2 separate regions of the Mustela erminea genome follow, and region 1 is linked to region 2. A link is a contact called in public Hi-C data. All regions are on one chromosome and are shown on one strand. Each heading gives the region's core, a stretch centred on a gene start, on an enhancer-like site or on the middle of the called end of the contact. The rest is flanking DNA. Distances are from core to core; before and after follow the strand shown.

Region 1 (4,840 bases), core at 1,968-4,467, 96 kb before region 2:
AATGAGGAAGGCTGTCCATATGTGGGGGCAGGGAGTATAACAAGAAATCTCTGTCTCTTCCTCTCAATGTTATTTTAAACCTAAAATTGTTCTAAAAATTTAAGTCTAAAAATAACTAACATGAAATAGAAGTCAAAACAAAACCCCCAAAGGAACACAAATACATCTACTGCCAGGCACAGATGTTCTCTTGAAGTAGGTCTAACTTATTTTTTCATTTTTTTTTTTAAAGATCTTATTTATTTGACAGACAGAGATCACAAGCAGGCAGAGAGAGGGGGAAAGCAGGCTCCCCGTCAAGCAGAGAGCCCGATGCGGGGCTCGATCTCTGGACCCGGACATCATGACCCGAGACGAAGGCAGAGGCTTAACCCACTGAACCACCGAGGCACCCCTATTTTTTTCATTTTTTAAAGATTTTTTTTTTTTAATCATTATTTAGAGAGAGGATGCCTGGATGGCTCAGTCAGTTAAGCATCTGCCTTCGGTGCAGGTCATGATCCCAGGGTCATGGGATCAAGCCCCTCACTGGGTTCCCTGCTCTGCAGGGAGCCTGCTTCTCCCTCTCCCTCTGCTTGCCCCCCACCCCCACACTCTCAAATAAAATAAAATTTTATAAAAACAATATATTTAGGGGCACGTGGGTGGCTCAGTGGGTTAAGCCTCATGATCTCAGGGTCGTGGGATCAAGCCCCGCATCACTCTGCTCAGCAGGGAGGCTGCGTCCCCCTCTCTCTCTGCCTGCCTCTTTGCCTGCTTGTGATCTCTCTATTGAGTAAATAAGTAAAATTAAAACATACATAATACATATATATATATATATATATATTTTTTTTTTTTTTTTTAAGAGAAAGTAAGAAAGAGCATGAGTGGGGGGCTGGGAGGGAGAAGCAGGCTCCCCACCCAGCACAGAGCCTGATGTGGGGCTTGACCCCAGGACCAGATCATGACCTGAGCCAAAGGCAGATGCCTAAGAGACTGAGCTGCCCAGGTGCCCCACCCAGGCACCCTTGTCCCTCTGGCTTTAGACTTCCAAGTCATCTGGACATGCAGAAAGGGATTCCCTGGTGAAGGAAGCAGAGTAGGGAGGCAGGAAACCAAGCAGGAAGGTAGCCACAAGGCCCTTCCCAAACGGAAGCTAAGCAGACTGCACCTCGTAAATCAGACTATCCAAGTCCATTTCTGCTTTTCTTCTATTATTCCTGGACCTCACCAAAACCTGCTTAAATGTCCCAGCCTTATTTTATAGCTAGGACCGAAGGGAACAGTCCTGTCTCCAAGCTCTAGCTAGTGTGCTACATATACCTAAAGCAAGAATGACGAAAGGATCTAAAGTGGTAGCGGCAGCGATGATTGCAAGCATCCAAGGAGGAAGGACATTTTAGAGGAGCTTAAGATTCAGCCACCTCTTACCCTACTGGATATTTCCCTCTATCAAGACTAGAAGACCAAGAAATTTTATTCCAAGTACTTTGCCTCAGGAAATAAATCCCTATATTCTATTATCTGATCATAATCCCTGATTCCTCCAATTAATGATGGCAAACCTTTATTAAGTAATTTATTAAATATAACGTACTATATTAATTTTCACAAAAGCCCCCTGAACTAGGTAACACGTTCAGAATTCCCATTTCTTAAAAGATTATTTATTTATTTATTTGACAGGGAGAGAAGTCACAAGTAGGCAGAGAGGCAGAGGCGGAGGGGAAGCAGGCTCCCCTGCTTGCGGGGCTCAATCCCAGGACCCTGAGATCATGACCTGAGCCGAAGGCAAGGTGCCAATGAGGCACCCAGACACCCCGTATCCCCATTTTAAAAAAATATCTGAGGTGGGGGGAGAGAGAGAAGCAGTCGACTCCCCACTGAGATGGGAGCCCTGGCTCGATCTCACAACCCTGAGATCATGACCTGAGCCGAAATCAAGAGTCAGAAGCTTAACTGAGCCACCTAGCTGCCCCTCAGCATCCCCACCCCCCCATTTTTTTAAAAAGACCTTATTCACGACAGAGAGACAGACAGATAGACCACAAGCAGAGGGAGAAGGAAAAGCAGACTCCCCACTGAGCTGGGAGCCTGACGCGGGGCTCTATCCCAAAACCTGGAGATCATGACCTGAGCTAAAGGCAGATACTCAACCACCTGAGCCACCCAGGCACCCCTCCCCATTTAAAAAAAAAAGTTTAAGTAATCTGTAACCCAAGTTGGGGCTCAAATTCACAATCCTGAGACCAAGAGTTGCATGTTCTTCCAACTGAGCCAGCCAGGCACGTCATCATCAGTATCCCCACTTTATGAAAAGAACTAAGGCCCAAAGTGGGTGACATGCCCAAAATCCCAACTAGTTATGACAGAGCTATGATCTGAACCTGACTGGACTCCAGAACCTGTCCTTCTAACTGCTTCTAAACTGTTTCCCTAACCTATGACCTCACAGGCTCTGAGCTCTCAGGTTCTCACCTCTAACATATCTATCTACTCCTTTGACCCCTACACTTTCTCCCAAGACCTCTGGCCTCGTCTAGTCTCTTCCTACCCACCATGCCCATCCAAACAAATCCAGGATCCCAAAAGAAGCCAGCACTCTGGATTTCCCTGCATCCAATCCCTTACCACTCCACAACAATCCTCTGGCAACCCCCAATCCTGAATCACCTCACTGCCATGATATGATGGACTTTGTCCATCCTGTCACTGAGTAGCTAAGTGTTTCTGGGAAGAACTCACACTCAAGAGTTGTCCTCATTTTCCTGACACCCACCTGTGGCACAGTTTCTTCAACAATCCTATTATTCCCTCACCGCCATGCTCAAGTCCAACCCAGGCAAAACTGAGAAATTCAAGATTGTAATTTCCCACTCAACTTTATATTCACATCTGTCCAGACCTCTTTTCTTTTAGGTTCAGAGGATATTTCCCTCTGCCTGTCCTTTACTGTACCCCCACATTCAACTCTTGGGAACACTGCTCCATTACTTACCACACGGGTCTGCTGTACCCTGAACTGACCCCTGGCTCCCTAATGGGAACATCCTCAAGCCAATCCCATTCAAAAATAGTGCCTTGGCTTAGATCTCCCTCTAGGTGGCGTATTATGTCCTTCTTCCTTTTACTCCAGCTCTGGCAAGTTGCCGGTCCTTGAAGTCTCCACTCCCTTACTTCCCATAAAGCCTCAATCTGGCTTCTCTCCCCACTATTTCTGAAACAGCTCTTGCTAAGGTCACCAATGACGTCCTGACCGCCAAATCCAATGGATTCTTTTCAGGCCTTATCTAACTAAAACACTCTTAGGCAACTGACACCCTTAAATGCCTGCCTCAATTCCTGACATCCTTGGCTCTAATGAGCTGGCACTCTCCCAGTCTGGCCACACTGCTGCTCAGTGTTTCCTATGGTTCCAAATTCATCCCTCTGCTCTTCTTTCCTTACACCTGACCTAGACAATCTTGCTTACTCTTGAACTTTAAACCACCACCTTCGACAGACTCCTAAATCTACATCTTCCACCTAGACATCTCTTCCAAGCTTCAGATTGCAAAATATCTCCATTTGGACATCCTATAGGAGCCTTGAAATTACCCCAATTACCCCTCACTGCTCTTTCTCACCTCATTTCTCCCTCAAAAACTTGAAGTCCAAATTATTTTTCAGCAAATCTAAAAGACTATCAATTTAAGGTGGGAAACACACACACACAAACATATATACCTTGGAACAGAAGAAAAAGGATATAATAAATGCCTGCCAAACACCTCCATCTGGATGTTCCCAGGAACCTCAAACTTGTTACATCCTCAACTAAATCTATTTATCTTCCCTCCTAAACCTGCTCTTCTTCCTGTACTCTTCCAGTTGGTAGTGTCAATATCTACCTAGTCAGCCACGCCCAAAACTGTTACTTTCCTTTCCCTCTGGCATTCCACCAAAATGAGGCTCTGCTGACTTTACCTGCTAACTACTTATCAGATCTGCTCCTGTCCCCTCACTGTTGTCATCACTGTCATTGGTAATTCAGAACCTCCAAACCCCAAACCTGATTTTCTACCCCAACCCAAACCCATCCTCCTCACAACTGCAAGAAGAATCATACCTAACACAGAAATCTGGAAAAGTTGCTCTTAGACCTAAGACCCTCACAGGATTTTTTAAGATTTTATTTATTTGACAAACACAGATCACAAACAGGCAGAGAGGCAGGCAAAGAGAAAGAGGAGGAAACAGACTCCCTGCTGAGCAGAGAGCCAGACGCAGGGCTCAATCCTAGGACCTGGGACCAGGACCTGAGCCAAAGGCAGAGGCTTAACCCACTGAGCCACCCAGGCACCCCCCTCAGAGGATTCTTAACAAGGCATGCAATACCCTCCAGGATCTGGCTCTTGCATATCTATCCCACCCCTGTATCCCAACATTCCCAACTCAACAACCATACCCCAATAAACCTAAGCCTTGTATAGCCCCACACATATCATGATAGTTATCTCTCCAAGGCGTAAGGCTGAAGGAATGCCCTCCCTCACCTGCCTCATCATGTTACTTCTTCCAGGAAGCCTTTCCTCTCCCTCTCCCAGACTGGGCTACAAACATTAACCTAAGTCTTCTCAAATATTCCCAAATAATACAATAGCTCTATAAACACTACATCCTGTTATAGTTCTCCTATCCATGGATGTGTCTCTCCAACTAGGCAGGCCAACTCAACAAAAGCAGAGACTCTATCTTACGTGTAGTGTGCAGAGCCTCCAACATAGTAGTTATCAACAATCACCAATGGAATGAATGAGTTACATAATTCCTAATATCTAGCCCTTGGAGGAAATAAACCAACCTAAAAAGATAAAAG
Region 2 (4,607 bases), core at 1,029-3,528:
TCTGCCTGCCTCTCCTTCTGCCTGCCACTCACCCTGCTTGTGTGTGTGCACTCGCTCTCTGACAAATAAGTAAAATCTTAAAAAAATATATATTAGGGATGCCTGGGTGGCTCAATTGGTTAAGCGGCTGCCTTCAGCTCAGGTCATGATCCCAGCGTCCTGGGATTGAGTCCTATATCAGGCTCCTTGCTCGGCGGGGAGCCTGCTTCTTCCTCTGCCTTTGCCTGTCTCTCTGCCTACTTGTGATCTCTCTGACAAATAAATAAATAAAATCTTAAAAAAAAAAAAAAAGAAAAGAAAAGAAAACCAATAGAAAGAGATGCCAGGAGAGGCCTTCCCACATCTGACCTTAGGTTTGTAACTTCAGCTTTACAACACGACCAGCTCTACAATACACTTACGGCTCCCCAAAGAATACCATCTCCTCAACAGAGAAAATTTTTGAGGTGGACTTTGGCTATTTTTTATTTATTCATTTATTTATTTGGGGGCAGAGGGGCAAAGAGAGAGGGAGAAAGAGAATCTGAAGCAGGTTCCATGCCCAGCATGGAGCCCCACACTGGGGCTCGATCCCAGGACCCTGAGATCGCGACCTGGGCTGAAATAAAGAGTTGGACGCTCAACCAGCCACACCACCGAGGTGCCCCATTTGCTGTTTTTTAAATGCCAGTGTCTCGACCCTCATTTGGCAATGGCAACGTGATTTCTCCTGGGGATCCTCTCCCACCCTCCCACAGCCAGTGCCTGGTGGCCAGGGGGGTGGCCATGTGGCTTGCATCTGACCCATTCCTCTGGGCCAAACGGCTGGAGGAAAACGATGGGAGTCTGATTAGCCACCAGCCATGGGTATCAGGTAAATGAAATGCCATAAAATTTTTGCCCAGACTGCTGTTAGAGGAGCACACATCTAGCCTCCCAAGCCAGAGGCTATGAGGCTGGATATCTTGCTACCACCAGAGGAAGTCTGTTTGGGCTAATCGAGAAAGCAGAATTGAGGGAGGCAGAGAGAAATTGGGTCTTGGTGGCATTATCTGAGCCCTTGGATCTCTGATTATCCCGTGTGTGTGTTCCCCAATAAGAGAAGAAAGTGGGAAAAAAAAAAAAAAAGTCGTTAGCTGAAATATCCTCGTCCTGGGACCTTTCAGTGATTTACTTGGGCAAATAACTTCTCAGGGTCTTCCCAACCCCAGACTGGTTCAGGGGGGATTTTCTGTTATCTGCAAGACACAGAGGGCCAGCCTCTCATGTAGTTCCGGGGAAAGGTGTGGGCAAGATGGGCTGAAGGGGAAGACACTGCGGCTCTCAGCTTCTCCTAAAGATGTACGGCCTCCAGGCTGGATGACAGACCAGCTCCAGCAAATGTGGAGAGAGGAAGGGAGGAGAGAGCTTCACCTGCAGGAGCGCTCCGCAGCGGCCACAACAGAATGCCTCCCACCGGGGCCCGACGGTGGCTCTGTGCTTCTCCTTCTGACACACCGGGCAGCTGCAGTCAAAGAAGTACTGAGCCCTCAGCTTCTGCTGCCTGTCGGCGACGGCCATCCTACTGTGGTGAGGCCCTGTGGAGAGACCACACTTGGCCGATGTTGAAGGCAAGGGAGAGTCGAGCGCTACTTACAAAAACTTCAGCTCAGCAGGAGCGATCCTCCATCATGCGATGAGTACCCTTACTTAAACATTTGTGGCACTAGATAGAGAAATAAGCTTCTAAGTTGCAAGGGAAAAAAACCCCTAAAGCTAGTCTTTGCCCGTTTTTTGGACGAGGAAGTTTATGGGATTAAGCAGGGAGATACATGATAGCTTAGACACAACAGGGCCAAGGAAGGAGGCCAGGAGCACCCCCCCCCCCTTTTTTTTGGCCTCAGTGTGTACTGCCTTCACCTGTCTGGGGGTTTGCTCGTTCTCATTCGCCCTGTCCTTTCCTGCCAGAGAAGGGTGGCTCGTGATGAGGAGGGAGGGCTCACCATAGCAGTGCAGTATCTCTTGCCCTTTTGCAATCTTCTCTGATGCTCGGACGGTGGCGACGGTGTTAACGAAGGACATGCTGGTGTTGGGGCTGCAGGAGTGGTTCAGGAGGCTGACAACAGGGAAGATGCCTGTTGCAAGGCGGACCTGCCTGCTGTTGGTGACGTTTTTCTCTTCAGATCCTCAAAGCGTACAGGAAAAAGGAAAAATGTGTCAGGACATTAGTCTTGGCCTCGCTGTCCATCCCTCAGAAGATGAGCTGGGCCACTGGGCCTGAAGCCCATCTGAGTCAGAGCTCCGGAGCCGGATCCAACAGACATCAGATGGAACATGACTCACAGCAAACCCTCGTCCCCAGGAAGCAAAGCAAATGAACACATGAAAAGTCCACCAGAATCCTGGAACCTAACCACTGTGTCTCAATTCCAGAAAAAATCCAAAGATTAGAATGCATTAAATAATAATAATAATAATAATAATAAAGGAACTGTCAGTCGGGAGCCTTCTAGATAGACAGCTTCATAATGTTCACCAGGACACAGAAATGAGAGTACCTGCTGAGGTTATTTCCCAAAGGCTTCTATAGTTGAAGCTGCTTTTGTTTAACTGGTCTTTGGTTAGTTAATAGAATAAGTAACCTAATTGTTCTCTCAAACTAAGTAGGTTTATAATATATTTTTAAAAACCGTATTTCTTAAGCTTACCTGGTTCCTTGAGCCGTCTGTCCCAACTTTGTGGGAAATCAGACAGCAGCAGTTGTCATTGAAAAAAACCTCTCTGGGGGCACCTGGGGGACTCAGTTGGTTAAGTGTCTGTCTTGGGCTCAGGTCATGATCCCAGGGTCCTGGGATCGAGCCCCACATCAGTCTCCCTGCTCAGCGAGGAGCCTGCTTCTCCCTCAACCTCTGCCCCTCCCCAAGTGTTCATACTTTGTCTCTCTCTCTCAAAAATAAATAAATAGGGACGCCTGGGTGGCTCAGTTGGTTAAGCAGCTGCCTTCGGCTCAGGTCATGATCCCAGCGTTCTGGGATCCAGTCCCACATCGGGCTCCTTGCTCAGCGGGGAGCCTGCTTCTCCCTCTGCCTCTGCCTGCCATTCTGTCTGCCTGTGCTCTCTCTCTCTGATAAATAAATAAAATCTTTAAAAAATAAATAAATAAATAAATAAATAAATAAAATCTTTGGGGAAAAAAACAAAAAAACCCTAAAACCTCTGTGGAAGGGCCCTACTCAAGAGAGTCTCATGTCCCAAACAATCTCTTCTTAGAAACACAATTAAACAGCAATTTAACGACATGATTGAAAATTGGGAAGGAAGGAAAAGGCCTTCAAGCAGTGAGGCTATTTCTGCACCAAAGCTCCCACATTTAGATTTACAGATGAGGAGGTCTGTATCCTCTCATGCAGTCCTATTTGCTCTTATTTTAGCCACGGTTTTAAATGGCTTGGTTATTCAGTTCCTCAGCCCAGAGCAGTCGAGAAACAGAACTAATAAGAGGCAGGTTTTCTGACAATGGCAGGAGACAGGAAGACAGACAGGAGAGGGAGGCAGAAAACTTACATAAGAATAACAGCCTCAGGGCAAACAAAAACACTAGTACCACTCAAGCTTTACACTGTGACACTTTCTTAACCAGAGGTTCCTAGACTGATGGCCTATCTGAGTGGGTTTTGTAATAGCCATACCTACCCATCTCAGGGAGACGGATGCACAAGACAGATAACCTTGGGCATCCAGAAAGGCTTGAAGTTGTGTTCGGTAGCCTTGGTTGGAAGCACGAGGAAACTGTATTTTCTTTCTTTTTAAAGACTTATTTATTTATTTGACAGACAGAGAGCACAAGCAGGCAGAGAGGCAGGCAGAGAGAGAGAGGAGGAAGCAGGCTCCCTGCTGAGCATCGAGAGCCCGATGCAGGCAGGGCTCCATCCAGGGCTTGATCCCAGGACCCTGGGATCATGACCTGAGCCGAAGGCAGAGGCTTTAACCCTGGCGCCCCAAGGAAACTGTATTTTCAACAGAACTGGTTGAAATCTGAATGATTCTCATACTTCAGAGGGAAGCTTTCAGTTTTCCGCATAACTGAAAAGCCATCAGCTAATTGTCCCGTCACTGTGCATGCCAGGAATTTCAACACACCAATCTCCGAAGAACTGAAGTAGTCAAGGGACAAATGCAATGAATAAAGAAAATATCATGAACCACCATGTGGAAATGTTCTAGAAAGGAAAACACTAAATACAGGAATCATGTTGTCTCTCTGCAGACCATTCTATTATCTGTTGCTATGGAGGACGAGAACAGAACAAGTCAATAAAATTCACAGGGAATCCAAATGACTCAATTGGAGTCAACAGTCCCACAAATTGTATTGAAATCTCTCATCAGAGCTGCTCTTAAGTATTCGGCAGATTTTAGTTTACCCTCCCTTCCCCCCTCCAATGCCTACCTTCTGGTGTATGTACTAATGAGCAGTGAAAATGCTAAAAGGTAGGCAGCAGGAAGGAGCAGTACAGGGCACGAACAGTTTGTAGTCTGAATAATCAGCCTCTGCATAATTAAAAGTTGACTTGCATTCCCAACTACTGATAACTGGCAAGCTGTATTGAACAGTTGCTAAAATTTTCCCAGAAAAAAATTATCACAAT

Evidence for each region. Hi-C and Micro-C count contacts between places; a contact is called where the count stands out from the background.
Region 1: a contact with region 2 is called in a Hi-C map of fibroblasts, with 2.4 times the contacts expected there. The contact joins two enhancer-like sites. A contact is called at or near these places in 2 of 3 Hi-C or Micro-C datasets (fibroblasts and spleen).

The regions. Positions count from the first base shown.
Region 1 is chr18:16,780,093-16,784,932 of mMusErm1.Pri, reverse strand. All of the region lies in intron 24 of PRPF8 (pre-mRNA-processing-splicing factor 8), which reads right to left. Among named protein-coding and RNA genes, the nearest start is that of PRPF8, 14 kb to the right of the region's middle. Within about 2 kb of position 3,217, the one cell type or tissue checked has open chromatin away from gene starts, as enhancers often do. A contact at or near this core is called in fibroblasts, where this site is marked.
Region 2 is chr18:16,682,927-16,687,533 of mMusErm1.Pri, reverse strand. SMYD4 (SET and MYND domain-containing protein 4) reads right to left here. Exons shown (of 11, transcript XM_032320203.1): 6 at 1,962-2,144; 7 at 1,393-1,556. Among named protein-coding and RNA genes, the nearest start is that of SERPINF1, 20 kb to the left of the region's middle. Within about 2 kb of position 2,278, the one cell type or tissue checked has open chromatin away from gene starts, as enhancers often do. A contact at or near this core is called in fibroblasts, where this site is marked.